Linked DNA regions of Zea mays: regions 1, 2 and 4 are each linked to region 3. Evidence: chromatin contacts called from public Hi-C data. All regions are on one chromosome and are shown on one strand. The core of a region is the stretch at or near the end of the contact, and the rest is flanking DNA. Distances in the headings are between cores, read along the strand shown. Region 1 has its middle 69 kb from the start of LOC103639299. Region 2 has its middle 33 kb from the start of LOC103639340. Region 3 holds the start of LOC100278060. Region 4 has its middle 81 kb from the start of LOC103639332.

Region 1 (3,297 bases), core at 610-3,109, 240 kb before region 3:
ATAATTACATCATGCAAAGACAACAATCCAGCAACACAAAGTTGACTAGGAGACGACAACCTAGACCACTCACGAACTCTTCACAATATCCTTCGTGCGCCTCATCCTGTGGTACCTGTTCTTGACCTGGGGGATGTGAGTACAACACGGGTGAGCTCACATACGTTTATCTCTCAATAAGTTGTGGGGAATAATGTGCACAAACTCACCAAAGGTGGGAGCTAATGTGAAGTGTAAGGCTTACCAAAGGAGATGGATAAAGCTGAGCATTGCTTTTAAAGTTGGTCAAAGTTTTATTAGCAATTACTAAGTATAATTAGATACCAACCCAAATAAGTATGAGATCAAAATTAATAACAACACCCATAATGCAATGAATATAACCAATTAAGTTTAGTTCCATAAATTACTCATGTGAGGGTCCGAGCTACTCATGACCGTGAGCACGACTGATATACCAGTTTTGCACTCTGCAGAGGTTACACATCTTTACCCACAAGTCGTGTTACCCATTTGCCAATGGATCACGACTTCCCATTCATCTCTACCGAGGAGACGAGGCAGGGTACCACTACGAGGCCTTTACAAAGTTTCACTAGCTTCCGAAAACTTGCTACGGTTTCTGAGAAGGGCAATATAGGAATCCCTCATCCGAAAAGCCATCGCAGCATGATCGACCTGAGAACCTCCCTATACGCAGCTCCTCTACCACCCTTACCCCTTTCGGGTAAGGTAGTCTTGCACTAGCTTTCCTAATTAGTCAGCCTAGGGTGTCCCATACCACCCTTGTGGTAACACTGTTTTCCCGGGTGGTCGCTCCATGTTCCAATTAACACAATGATCTTGACATAAACAATAATTAAAACTACAGTATAACTAGAACATGATCATAATATAATATTAATTTCCCAAAACCTGGTAGAGCAATAGCAAAACTACCCAATAGTGCTTCTGTTTGCAAGGTAAGGGATTAACAATGCTAGGGAAACCTATTGGGTCCCATCAAATTAACCTGAGCTTGTCACGGTGATTAACAGGAACATTATTAGGTAAAGAAAAGTGATCAAGGGCACAACTTGCCTGAGACTCCAGATTTCCAGGTACCAGCTTGGTCTTCAAGATTTTTGTAACCTCGCTGCTAATCATAGAAATACAAACAAACATGGTATAGACAAAATTAACATCACACCAAACATAAGAACAAACTGCATAATAAAGTTCTATGCGTCGTAACGAGAGCCTAGGTTCGAGAACCACTAAATTCGGAGTTACGATTTAATGGTTATGATTTTCTAAAGATTTAAATGTCGGATATAAAAGAAACTAAGTGCATAATTTTTAATCTAGGTTTCATAACAAACTAAGGTTACCAGATGATAAAAAATATTATTATGAATTTAATGCAATTGGAATGGATCAATTTAGAGTTAATATGAATTAAATATGGATTAAACAAGTTTATGGAATTATTTGTATACTAGAAATCATTTTCTAGATTAAATTCAGAATTCTCCTAATGATTTTTGGACTGCAGACATAATTACCAAGGAGTACGAGGTCTAAACTATAAATTCCAGGGCCTTTCTGCTATGTTCTTTACATACAGGTGGACGGCGGGTTGATTCGACAAAACTACGAGTTACAAAACGGAGGAGCCGAAAGGGTATCCCTAAATCTCGTTCGCCTGATCTGAACCAAGCACCAGGATTAAATCTCTTTTAAAAGAAATTGGTATGCAATGCCATCCACCCGATCCAAGATCAACGGTTGTGGTTTAATGAAGGCGTGCATCAGCCCCAACCCTCCGATCAGATCGGACGGTCCAAAGCAGTCAAACCCGAAATGTTATGGTCTCTTTGATCCTTACCGTTCAAAACACATCTAACGGACAAAGCGCATTCACTGGCATTCTAATCTCAGCCACATAGCTAGCATCCAACGACCAAGCCTGTCTCCCTTCACACCTTCCCTCATGCCCAACCCAGACACAGCGCCGTCGCGTCGCACGGTGGAAGCCATGGCCGGTGAACCTCCCGGTTAGTGTTCAAGTGCCCCGATTTCAAAATTAACAAGCGCTAGACCATGCTAAGGTTGCGATGAACGAATGGGAGACATTACTCACCAGATTTAGTGGCAAAGAGGCCCCGGCCCCGGCAAGGTGCAACCCGCGACGAACCCGGGTCTCCGGTGAGCAATCCACAGGATACCGTCGACTCTGGCGACCAAGGGCCAGGCGGTACGTGATCTACGCTCGATAACCATGCACCCCAACCCCACGACGAGCACCGAGCGGCAATGGAGGCAAGGCGAGGGGCGCGACGACTTTCTTTCCTTCCAAGGCGTAAACAGCAACCTCACAACGGTACTTGGTGCTTGTAATGCTCCGGCCAGATGGGTGAGACAGTCGCGGATCCCAGACTATATAGCGCGGAGTTCGATATGCTCGACCGGAGCGAACCCGAGATTTTCGCCTGGTGGTTGAGATCGTCGCGCTCGCAATGGGGAAGATGACTCCAGCTGCCTAGTGTAGAGGGTTGGCCATCGACATCGCGGTACGAGCGCAAGGTAAGACAGAGACTAGCTAGCGGGCCTAGGCTGTCGGCGCCGGGATCCAAGGGAAACGCGCATGGGAGAAGCTAAGGGCTGACAATATGGGACCCACACGTAAGTGTGACCAAAACTTGAGAAAAGGGGAAAAGAGTGGAGTGGGTCGTGCGGGATGAAATAGTTGAGATGGGCCGAGAGAGCAGGAAGGGGAGTTGGCCGATGGAGCACTTTTGGGCCGAGAGAGCAGGAAGGGGAGTGGGCCGACGGAGCACTTTTGGGCCGAGAGAGCAGGAAGGGGAGTGGGCCGACGGAGCACTTTTGGGCCGAAACGCAGGTTTGATCTTTTCTTTTCTTTTCTTTTTCTTTTTATTTTCTATTTCAAAGTTTGATCTTTTCTTTTCTTTTCTTTTTCTTTTTATTTTCTATTTCAAATTTCAATTATTCAAACCAAATTCTAACTTCTGTTTTGAATTTCAGATCTTCAATTTCAAATATAATCCAAATGTGAATATAAATCATACTATTTTCAATATTATTATTTATTCTCCTTCCCAATATATTTAATTCTAGCAATAAATGACTTTATTACAAATTTCTTCTTTTTTATTTTTTATTTTATATTTTTGTTCATAATTTGAGGTCAAATTTAAGTTAGGATTCCTTTATTCACACAAAATGTATCACAACAAAATTATCGGCATGAGATGCACATTTCTTTATTTATTTATTGATTAATAATCTCCAAAGGTT
Region 2 (3,100 bases), core at 95-2,594, 210 kb after region 3:
AAAAACAGGACCTACATGTACTCATCTTTGAGCTATGTGGGACGGTGCGCTTATTTTTAAAATGTCTAGGATCACTCTAATAAAATGTCCTCGGCTGAAGGGGTACCAATCCATCACAGTCGTCCAATCAGAACCAACGGTCCTGATTATATCTCCTTAACATCGAATCGGTACGCAGCGCCAGCCACACGATCTTCGGCCCTTAATCAACACGGTGAAGCGTTATGCCCTTGCATAATCCAAGCCGTTCATCTAGCATCCTATGGCTAGCTCTCCTCTTCCACTTTCGATACCACACCACGGCGCAGGACACTGGGCTCCTCTCGAGGGGTCGCCGGCGGGATGCAATCTTGGCGCTCACGTGCCCCTCCCACCACTCTGATAGATCCTATACGACACACAGAGCTAAGACTAGCTCCAACAAGGAGCTCTAAAGGGTCATGTACCCTAAATTTAGAGGACGAGGACGTCCTCTACTCCTTCCAGCAACGTTTTCTAAATAGTCCTCTAAATTTAGAGAACGCTGCTAGATCCTCTATACGTAGAGTTTCTCTAAACGGTTCTCTATCTATTTGAATACTTTAAACAACTGGTTTAATAAAACTAAAATATGTACAATACATTTGAGAGTATGACAAATACGTATATAAAAATTAAAAAATTAAAAATATCTTTAATATAAGTATTTACATATAGAGGACGTGATTTAGAGGACGTTGTTGGAGAGAAAGTAGATATAAGATAAAATCTTTTAGAGAACTGTAAATAACGGATATAGAGGATATATATAGAAGACGTTGCTGGAGACCGTCTAAGCGAGTCATCTGGGATAGAACTCACCAGCGGTGGTGTTACTACTGTTATGGGGAAGTCGGTCCATGGTACTTGGCAGCGTGGCGACACCCAAAAAATTCGGCGAGCAATCCATGGTTCCCGCACCCCAGAGCTCCATCGAACGATTCTTCATGGCTTGGCGAACCCCCTTGGTCACTTGTCCAGATTAGCACGGCGGTGCGGATGGATTTCGACTTTGGCGGATCTCTCACCTCCCTGCTCGCCCATGGCGAAGGCTCGAGGACTCGACTTAATCGTCCCTATGGCGATGCGATGGGAGGAAGCAAGGGAGTCACAGTCGCTATATACTCAGGAACAGAACCCAGATTGCCAATCGAATCCCAAAATCGTCGCCCAGGGATCGGCGAATCGAGACGAACTGATTTCGCGTTTGTTACTGTGAGTTAGTTGCGTCCCTCAGCGTGGAAGAAGCATCAGCCCAACGGTCCCCTGCGTCGGTGGAAGCAAGGATGCAGGTGAAAGGGTGTCTGGCGGAGTAGGTCCACACGTGAGCGAAGGGAAATCATGAGTTCGCGCGGCTTATTTGCTGGTTGACATCACTCATGCGTCATGATGATGCAATCTGCGTGAAGAGAATAAATAAAAGAAAAATTGGAGGTGTGGGGGAGAGAACGTGGGCTGGTGCCTAGTTCTGCTAGTGCTCAACCCTAAACCCTAAAAACAGGAGCAAAAGGGAGATGGGCACATATACAAGTAAGGTCTTTCTCTTTTCTTTTCTTTTTCCTGATTTCATTTTTGTTTCAAATTTTCAGTCTTCTATTCAAATTCAAACTCTAGTTTGAGTTCAACTTAAATGCACAAGTAAACACCAATATGAATGCAAGTATAATTTTATTTATCATTTATTTATTGTTTTATTCATTTATGCAAATGTTTTTTTTACATACACACAATAATATTTATATCAACATCAACATAGCCTTTGAGTCCCAAGCAAGTTGGGGTAGACTAGAGTTGAAACCCAAAAGATGTCACCAAAAGGGGAAAGAGAGAGAAAGGGGAGGAAAAAGCTTTTGAGAACACTAAAAGAAAAAAGCATAATCACGGTTCGAGCACGTAGATAACTTCTTTCCAAGCACTTTTATCCAAACACTGTTGGGATATTTCATTCCTTCAAGTCCCTTTTGATTGTCTCCTTCCATGTCAAGTTTGGTCGTCATCTACCTCTCTTCACATTATTGTCCAGTCGTATGATGCCTCTATACACCGGTGCCTCTATGGGTCTCCATTGGACATGTCCAAACCAACTCAACCGGTGTTGAATAAGCTTTTCTTTAATCATCCCAACCAGTGTTAAATATTTATTTAGAAAAAATTAATTTATAAGGTGTAGTATTTATTAAAATATACTCTAACCTACACTTTCTAGTGAATGTCTTTAAATATATTATTCAATAACTTAACCTATATAAGGATATTTTTATATTTTCTATCTTCCCTTTTTAAGTCCAAAAAAAGAGAATTCAAACTTAAGTTTAATCTATTTTAGAGAGTAACCTTGAAAGGAAAAAATTCTTATTAGTAATTATTAATCATTTTGATAGAATATTAATACTCCTAAAATAGAATTTTGGGTGTTACAAATTCTAAGGCTTAAAAATAATTTTGTCCATGCATGTAGAAAGCCTTGTTTATAGTTTAGCTTTTAGTTTCTAATTAGTTCAATGAATCAAAAGTTTTTTTAGCCTTTAATACTGGTTAGTTGGTGATAGAGATGGCAATGGGTACCCGCGACCCGATACCCGATGGGTATTTACTCCATTAGGGTATGTATGTGTGCTAAATATTCTACCCGTGGATATGTTATTGGGCAAAAATCTTCACCCAATGGGTAAACGGGTATTAGGACGTTCCGCCTTCACCCATACCTGTTAACCCGTGGGTATAAAATACCCAATATAAACTTAGCCAAGCATGAACTTAGACTTTAGTCATCCATCTTTTTTACTATTTAACAACCTTTTAGGCCATAATGTCATAGAAGGCTTAACGACAATTTAATGACCATGTAATGGAACATGTAATGTGCTATGTAATACTATCCTAGTGTTACTACTTTATCTAATTATCTTTGGTGTGTTGAATAGATGGTTAAATGAGACTAGAAACTTTGTATGGTCCTGTTTGTTTCGTTGGAATTGAATTCCAATTTAATAATTATAATTTAGACAAAACTAATTAAGTTCATATATTTATATATGTAATATATTTGTATATTATCTTAAATCATATGAGAGAGATAGTT
Region 3 (3,404 bases), core at 794-3,293:
TTGCGGGATTGGCTCATTACCTTTCAAGTACCTCGGGATTCCTATGAGCCATCGCATGTTATGAAATAGTGAATGGCAGGGGGGTATTGATAGATTTGAAAAAAATATGTTCCTAGAAAAGTAAATTACTTTCTTCTGGCAGGCGTTTAGTGATTATTAGCTCAGTTTTAAGCAGTCGTCCCATTTTTATGATGTTCTTTTTAGATGTCGACGGGGGTATTGCAAAAATTTGATGCCATTAGTTCCCGTTTCTATCGGCAAGGTGGCCATTCTAAAAAGAAATATAGATTATCAAAATGGAAGACTATTTGTTAGCTTAAGGAGATTGGTGGGTTGGGAGTTGCCAACCTGGCCATCAAGAATGATTATTTACTCAACAAGTGGCTCTTTAAGTTACTAAACGAGGATGGCAAATGGCAGCAAATGCTTAAAAATAAATACTTAGGGTCCAAATCGCTTTCTCAAATGATGAGAAAATCAGGAGACTCGTATTTTTGGTCTGGTCTCTTGAATATTAAAGAAAGCTTTTTGAGGAGGGAGTTTCCAAATTGGTGACGGTCAAATGACCAGGTTCTGAGAGGATAGATGGATCAAAGATAGACTGCTTAAGGATTACTGTCCAAACTTATTCGATATTGTTCTTAAAAAGAATGTTTTAGTCAAAAATGTTATGAATGAAAATATTCCCGATCTATCCTTTTGTAGAGCTATTGTCAGGGTAAAATTGGTTGAGTGGCTTAATTTATTAAATTTGATGACAATTGTTGATTTGGGGGAATTGAGTGACAAATTTATTCGGGGGCATATAGATGGTCGTTTTACTTTCTTTTAATGAATTCTTCCTCGGTAAATCACTTTTTACTTTGGAGACTAAAAATTTCTCTTAAAATTAAAATTTTATTATGGTATTTATGTAGAGGAGTTACTCTCATTAAAGATAACTTAGCCAAGCATAGTTGGAAAGGTAGTACGAAATGCAGCTTTTGTAATCAAAATGATACTATCCAACATCTTTTTTTATTATTACATTGCTAGAAATAATTGGATAATTATTTTCTTTGCCTTAAATTTAGAGAGACCTAACAATATTAATCATATAATTAGATCTTGGATTGCAAACAAAGAAACAACTCATAAGAAAAAACTCCTAACTGGAGTAGCGGCAATGTTTTGGTCTATTTGACTTTTGTCGTAATGATGTTGTCTTTACTTAAACCAAAACCATCAATTATGTAGTTATTTTTTAGGAGAACATACTGGTTCAGATTCTAGAGAATGTTGCAGAAAGATCAATCTCAACGAGAAATCCTTGTTGTATGTTGATCCTTAGAGGTAGTTGCTATGGTGATCTTTGTAAGCCATGGATGGAGGTCTAATGATAGAATAGAAGGAGCTTGATTTGTTGATGCTTTATTATTGAGATTGTTGAAGGAAGATGTTTGTTATGTTTTGATTTGTATGGCCTTATGCAAGTGCAAAACAATGGCACAATTTGGTTTCTATAATCTAAAAAAATGGGAAATGCCACAACAGTGTCCCCAAAATCACAACGACAACGTGAACATAGGAACGACTTGGAGGCAAATTTGTTGGGTCCTAAATAACTTAAATTAGACCCTATTCTAATTTCTAGACTATTTTAAGTCCCACTCTTGAAGTTGTTCTAAGTGTATTTGTATGTTCCAGTAAAACTAACTATTGTTGGCCAGCACTTTGTCATCTGTTAGGTCATGTTTGTAGTTTCTAGGTAATACCATATTTTTAGTAATATCATAGTATTTTATTCTATAATGTGTTTGATTATATTACTGAAAACTATGTTTTCAAAATCATAGTATTCTATATGCCATAGTATTTTTATGGCATAACTATGTTTACAATGTGCATCCAAATAATGTTTCTTAAAACTATAGTATTTTTAAAGTTGGTTAAAATCATAATATTATTATGACAACTACAAAATATAGTATTGTAAAATTATAATTTTAAGGAAAATTGTTGTCAAACAAGCCCTTATTTCTACCGCCTTTCCCGCCGTGGCCTATCCGCGTCGCAAAATTTCCCGCCATCCGTCGCAGTTCCAGTGTCCCACCGCCTCGCATCCAAACAACTTTACCCAACCGCCGCCCTCAATCTGCACTCATCCACTACATTCTTCTCTTCCTCCACACGACCCCACCCAACCAAGCCGCCTCGAACAGTTTCCAGAATACTACATCCCACCAACATGGCGTCGCCGCCGCCGGGTGCCGGGCTTACTGAGTATGAGCGCCGCCGCGAGGAGAACATCCGCCGCAACGAGACTATCCTCGCCGCGCTCCGTCGCAAGGCCGCCGAGCTCTCTGCCTCCTTCATCCCCACGGCTTCCTCTCCCAAGCGCCCCAAGAAGCAGCATCCCCTCGCGAGAACGACCAGCCCCGTCGTCCTCCGCCGCTCCTTGCGCACCCGCGGCATCCCCGCCGGCGAATCCTCCGCTTGTGACGGCGCTAACACCTCGCTAAATACGCCGCCGTCCCCGACGAAGCCCCGCAGCACACGGTTCTCATCCTCCCTCGCCTCGGCCCTGCGAGACGCCACCGCCGCAGAGCCGTCGCCATCGGTCAAAAGCTGGATCGGTGCGCCTGACGGGTTCGACCCCTGTAGGGAGCTGGTGCTACGGCCCGTGGACGTGAGGAAGGTGGTGCCGGGCCGGATATTGTCCTTGCGAATCCTGCCGCTGTCCGACCGGACTGTGGTGGTTGCCGGGAACGTGCACGGGCATATTGGGTTCTGGGATGTGGATCGTCTCGTGGAGGATGAGGATGGTGATGGTGTAGACGGGGTATTCGAGTATTTTCCTCACAGGGGGTCTGTAGGGGGCATTGTGATGCACCCCGCTATGTTGCATAAGGTGATTGTTTCTTCTTTGTCACTTCTGGATATATGTATAAATTACTATCTATTTTGTTATTTCGATTTTTGTTTGTGGATTCAACATTGCTGCATTTGTTTGAACATTTGGTACCGTGCAGCAACTTAGATTACCTGAAATAGCTAAACTGATGGATAAGTGGGGTTCTATCATATAATTAGGCACGTCAAGATTTGAGAAAAGGTCTGTGGGCTTTGAACTATATAGTATAGCAATGTTCTACCTCATGGACTGAGGGAGAAAGGCAAGGGAAACCTAGGAAAGAGGATAAAGCAAGACAAAATGTCCTTTTAGATTGTAGCAGTGATATATGCCTCAAGGAAGTTTAATAACCATTGGCAGCAAATCATCCTCTATTGTGCAATCTAAAGTACAACTCCTTTTTCCTAAAAATATTCAATATGGATGTAAAGCTGGTGCTAAAAATGTAACTGAGTTCAATGCAATCATCCAAATCTGTCTAGTTTAATTTTGAGTGTTGGCCATCATATAT
Region 4 (3,437 bases), core at 297-2,796, 210 kb before region 3:
CGCCACCTTAAGCCGAAGTTGTCAACCATCGGTTCTTTACACATGTTCGTTGCAACTTCGGCATTCGATCTTGTTGCTTACAGACATTATCTTCGTCTTGAGGACCTTCGGCAGAGAAGGAGACCCCCAACAGATGTACCATGAGAGCAAAACAAATGATGTTACTCGTGCTCTTTTATCTGATTCGATTTCATATTATGTGGCATTTGTAACTCCTTGGCCTTTTGCTTTTTTGGAAAGAGTGTTGAAAAGACTAGCTAAACGAAAGATGGGATCATTCTTTTCTATGCTAGAATTCATGGACATTGACATTTAATTGGCAAACACAGCTCAAGCTCTCATGGCATGCATATCCCTATCTGAATTTGAGGCAAGCAAAATTGTGTTCAGTAAAATACTTGTCCCTCGAATAGCGGAGATAATTTCCATAGGATCACCAGATCTAATTTTTACATTCACTACCGCAATTGCAGTTATATTTGTTCCAGCATACTACATAAATCTTACTTGCTCTTTTGAAATAGTAGGTTCCACAGATAGATTAATTGATCTTCTTGGTGCCTGTGAAGATACTCCAACTCTGGCCAACTTCTCTTTTGTTCTGGCCAAGATATGTGAACATGTTAATGCGCAATTGCTGATGAAATTTGGCAAGAATTCCCATGGATCAAACTGTAGATCTCTTGTTTACAGAAAATGATCAATGTATGAAAATATGTTTGCAAGACTTGCAGCTTTGATAAATGTTGGAAAATTGAATGTTGTTGAGACTATGACTGAATCAGGAATTGACAAGAAACTTCTTGTACTTGTAGGCAATGGTTTTGAGATCTCATAGCAGCATGCGATTGCCATGCTAAAAACATTCATTGAACTTGGTGCTCCACTTCAAGGGTGCATGGGGCTTGTAGTGTTGTTTCATTTGCCTTGGCATGCTTGGACCAGTTTGGAAAGATTTGTTTTATTTGACAGAAATGTATTGCAACCACTAAAGCCCCAACAATTATTTGAGGTGATTCTTCATAATATCCTTAGAGAGAACAAAAATATCATTGAAACCATCCAATGTTTATTATCTCTTGCTGAAAGAGCAAATGATATAAGAGTGCAAAACTTCTTTTTGAGAAGCCTTATATTTACGCTTTATATAAAAATAAGGTGAAATTATGTATAAGTGAGTGTTTAAACTTTTGATTATTGGCTCTATATTCACATCCACCCAATCAATAGAAAACATATATTTTATGCTTTATTAAAACAAAATTTATTCTATGTCATATATAAAACCGTAACAATGTTCGGGCATATGACTAATACTTGTAAAAAATAAGGAAACACTGTTTTAACAATATTACCCTTCATATTCTTTCCGCGTACTTATCTACAAAAGTCGCGTACTTATCTACAAAAGCGCCCAGATCTAGATTACCTAGTGTCGCACTGTCGCTTGCCTCCAGCAGTGACGAGAGATATGGATGAGGGCAGCACGATGCCAGCAACCAAGGGCAAGTGGTCATGGACAAGGGCTGATGGCGGCGGCCATGGATGACGGCGCCACAGGATTTAGTCGGATGGGATGTAGCTAGAAATTGTCGTCGGAGGGCGTTGTCCCTGTCGCCATCGCACCCAGATGGTGACTGTTGCGCTCCATCTGTCGAGATCTGTCTAGCCCGTCTCTCTACCATGGTCTCTCTCTCAGGCCAATGCATAGTCATCGTCACGCTCGTCTACATCACCAAGCTTTGGGCAGCAATGTCTTGCAGGATCAACTCCATCCCCAAGATATGACAACTCCATCCCCAACGCATTGTCTGCTATTCAGTTATTACTATATATGACCGTTATTCTGGTGTTTGAATATGAGTCATTAGTGTATATGATTGCTATTCAGTCTGCTATTCATATACACTAATATACGTTGGGGATACACAGTACTATTCAGTCTGCTATTTAGATGTTTGAATCTGAATAATTAGTGTATATGTTGGTTTAGTACATTAGTTCAATTATTAGTGTATATAGAAGAATCATTAATCTTATATGACTGCTATTCAGATGTTTGTATATAGTTAATTCAGTTATTAGTGTATATGCCCATAAACATCATATACTAAACCAAAATGCCCTTATCAGTTACTTGCGCCTCTTCTCATAAGTTTAATCATTCACAGCTTATCTGCCTTCACCTCTTCTCATATTATTTGTATTCTTGAAGCTACTCTGCTAAACCAAAATCCCTTTATCAGTTACCTAGTGGTCATAGTTTAATTGATTCTTGTGCATGGTTTTTGCAAAGTGGGCTGTTGTTGTTGCCATGCCACTTTTTAGATCCCCATTGAGCGGAATGCTGTTGTTGCCAAGGATACAACTTCCTAGAACACAAACAAGGTCCCCTTTTGGTGAGGCATGGGACAACAAACCATGATTTTGATTTGATTATGGACTAGAAGATTGTCAAGAAAATGGTGAAACACGTTCACAAGTAAATGAGAATGGTGAATGTGATTCTAACCCCAATGGGAATTCACATGCTAAATAGAATGCACGTAGAATTGTTATTTCCTGTGAGAACAGAGGGCAATATATGAGCCTTTGCTAGCAAGGGCTAAAAATGGAGAAATGAAGGGTCATGAGACAACAGAAGTTTTAATTGAATTCTCAGTACATTTACGCATGATACAACGTATCTGGATAAAAGGGAAAATTTTTCTAGATCAGGGTCATCTAGGTAATGTTAATAGTGCATAGTCCAAGTGTGGTCGCAAGAAGATTCAGTTGGATGTATCAACACTTCGTGATGTTCCTCTGTGGAGTCGCATAATGATTGAAGATGTGGCTACACACTTTGGTGTTAGTAAAGCTAAGGTGCACTCTATGGGGAATAGATATCCCCTAGGTTACCATGACTTGGCGCATGTAGAAGACGTGTGAATTCCCTGAATACACGTTGACCTGTGGGAAAGTCGGCACAACTCTCATAGATGCAGGTGGACTGGGAACCTCTGGTGCATCGTATCACAACCCAACCAAGTTATCAGGCCCACATACACCAATCCTTGCACTCAAGGCCTTGGATGGATATGTAGGTGAATCAGATAACTTACACGGGGTGCCGAGTTACGATGAACTCGTTCATTCCCAAGAACCATTCACCATAGTTGCAAGTATTACAATAATCCCACAAGAACATACAATTTAAATACAAGAGTTGAGCGGAAGACTTTTACAATAAGATAATATACATTAACAGACTTTTAAAGTATCCAAACCAAGTAGTAGGTATTATATTATTATTACATGCCCGAGGTAGATTCAAGTGCTAACTTATTACAACACCTGGGAAGAAGCTATTTTCCCACAGCACACAGATAATGAACATAAACAAAAGTAGAAGCCTCCGGTGTGAGTTTTAGCAAAACTCATAAGTGTTAATAGTC

Evidence for each region. Hi-C and Micro-C count contacts between places; a contact is called where the count stands out from the background.
Region 1: a Hi-C map of ear shows a contact between it and region 3, with 2.1 times the contacts expected there. The contact joins the enhancer-like site here to the promoter of LOC100278060 in region 3. A contact is called at or near these places in 2 of 25 Hi-C or Micro-C datasets (ear and leaf).
Region 2: a contact with region 3 is called in a Hi-C map of tassel, with 3 times the contacts expected there. The contact joins the enhancer-like site here to the promoter of LOC100278060 in region 3. A contact is called at or near these places in 2 of 25 Hi-C or Micro-C datasets (ear and tassel).
Region 4: a contact with region 3 is called in a Hi-C map of leaf, with 5 times the contacts expected there. The contact joins the enhancer-like site here to the promoter of LOC100278060 in region 3. A contact is called at or near these places in 2 of 25 Hi-C or Micro-C datasets (ear and leaf).

Annotation. Positions count from the first base shown.
Region 1 is chr1:147,400,297-147,403,593 of Zm-B73-REFERENCE-NAM-5.0, forward strand. No RefSeq gene overlaps it. Among protein-coding and RNA genes, the nearest start is that of LOC103639299, 69 kb to the left of the region's middle. Within about 2 kb of position 1,860, at least 20 of the 20 cell types and tissues checked have an H3K27ac peak or open chromatin away from gene starts, as enhancers often do. A contact at or near this core is called in ear and leaf, where this site is marked.
Region 2 is chr1:147,851,052-147,854,151 of Zm-B73-REFERENCE-NAM-5.0, forward strand. No RefSeq gene overlaps it. Among protein-coding and RNA genes, the nearest start is that of LOC103639340, 33 kb to the right of the region's middle. Within about 2 kb of position 1,345, at least 19 of the 20 cell types and tissues checked have an H3K27ac peak or open chromatin away from gene starts, as enhancers often do. A contact at or near this core is called in ear and tassel, where this site is marked.
Region 3 is chr1:147,640,653-147,644,056 of Zm-B73-REFERENCE-NAM-5.0, forward strand. LOC100278060 reads left to right here and starts at 2,044. Exons shown (of 4, transcript NM_001354132.1): 1 at 2,044-2,890. The coding sequence starts at 2,228.
Region 4 is chr1:147,430,280-147,433,716 of Zm-B73-REFERENCE-NAM-5.0, forward strand. No RefSeq gene overlaps it. Among protein-coding and RNA genes, the nearest start is that of LOC103639332, 81 kb to the right of the region's middle. Within about 2 kb of position 1,547, at least 6 of the 20 cell types and tissues checked have an H3K27ac peak or open chromatin away from gene starts, as enhancers often do. A contact at or near this core is called in leaf, where this site is marked.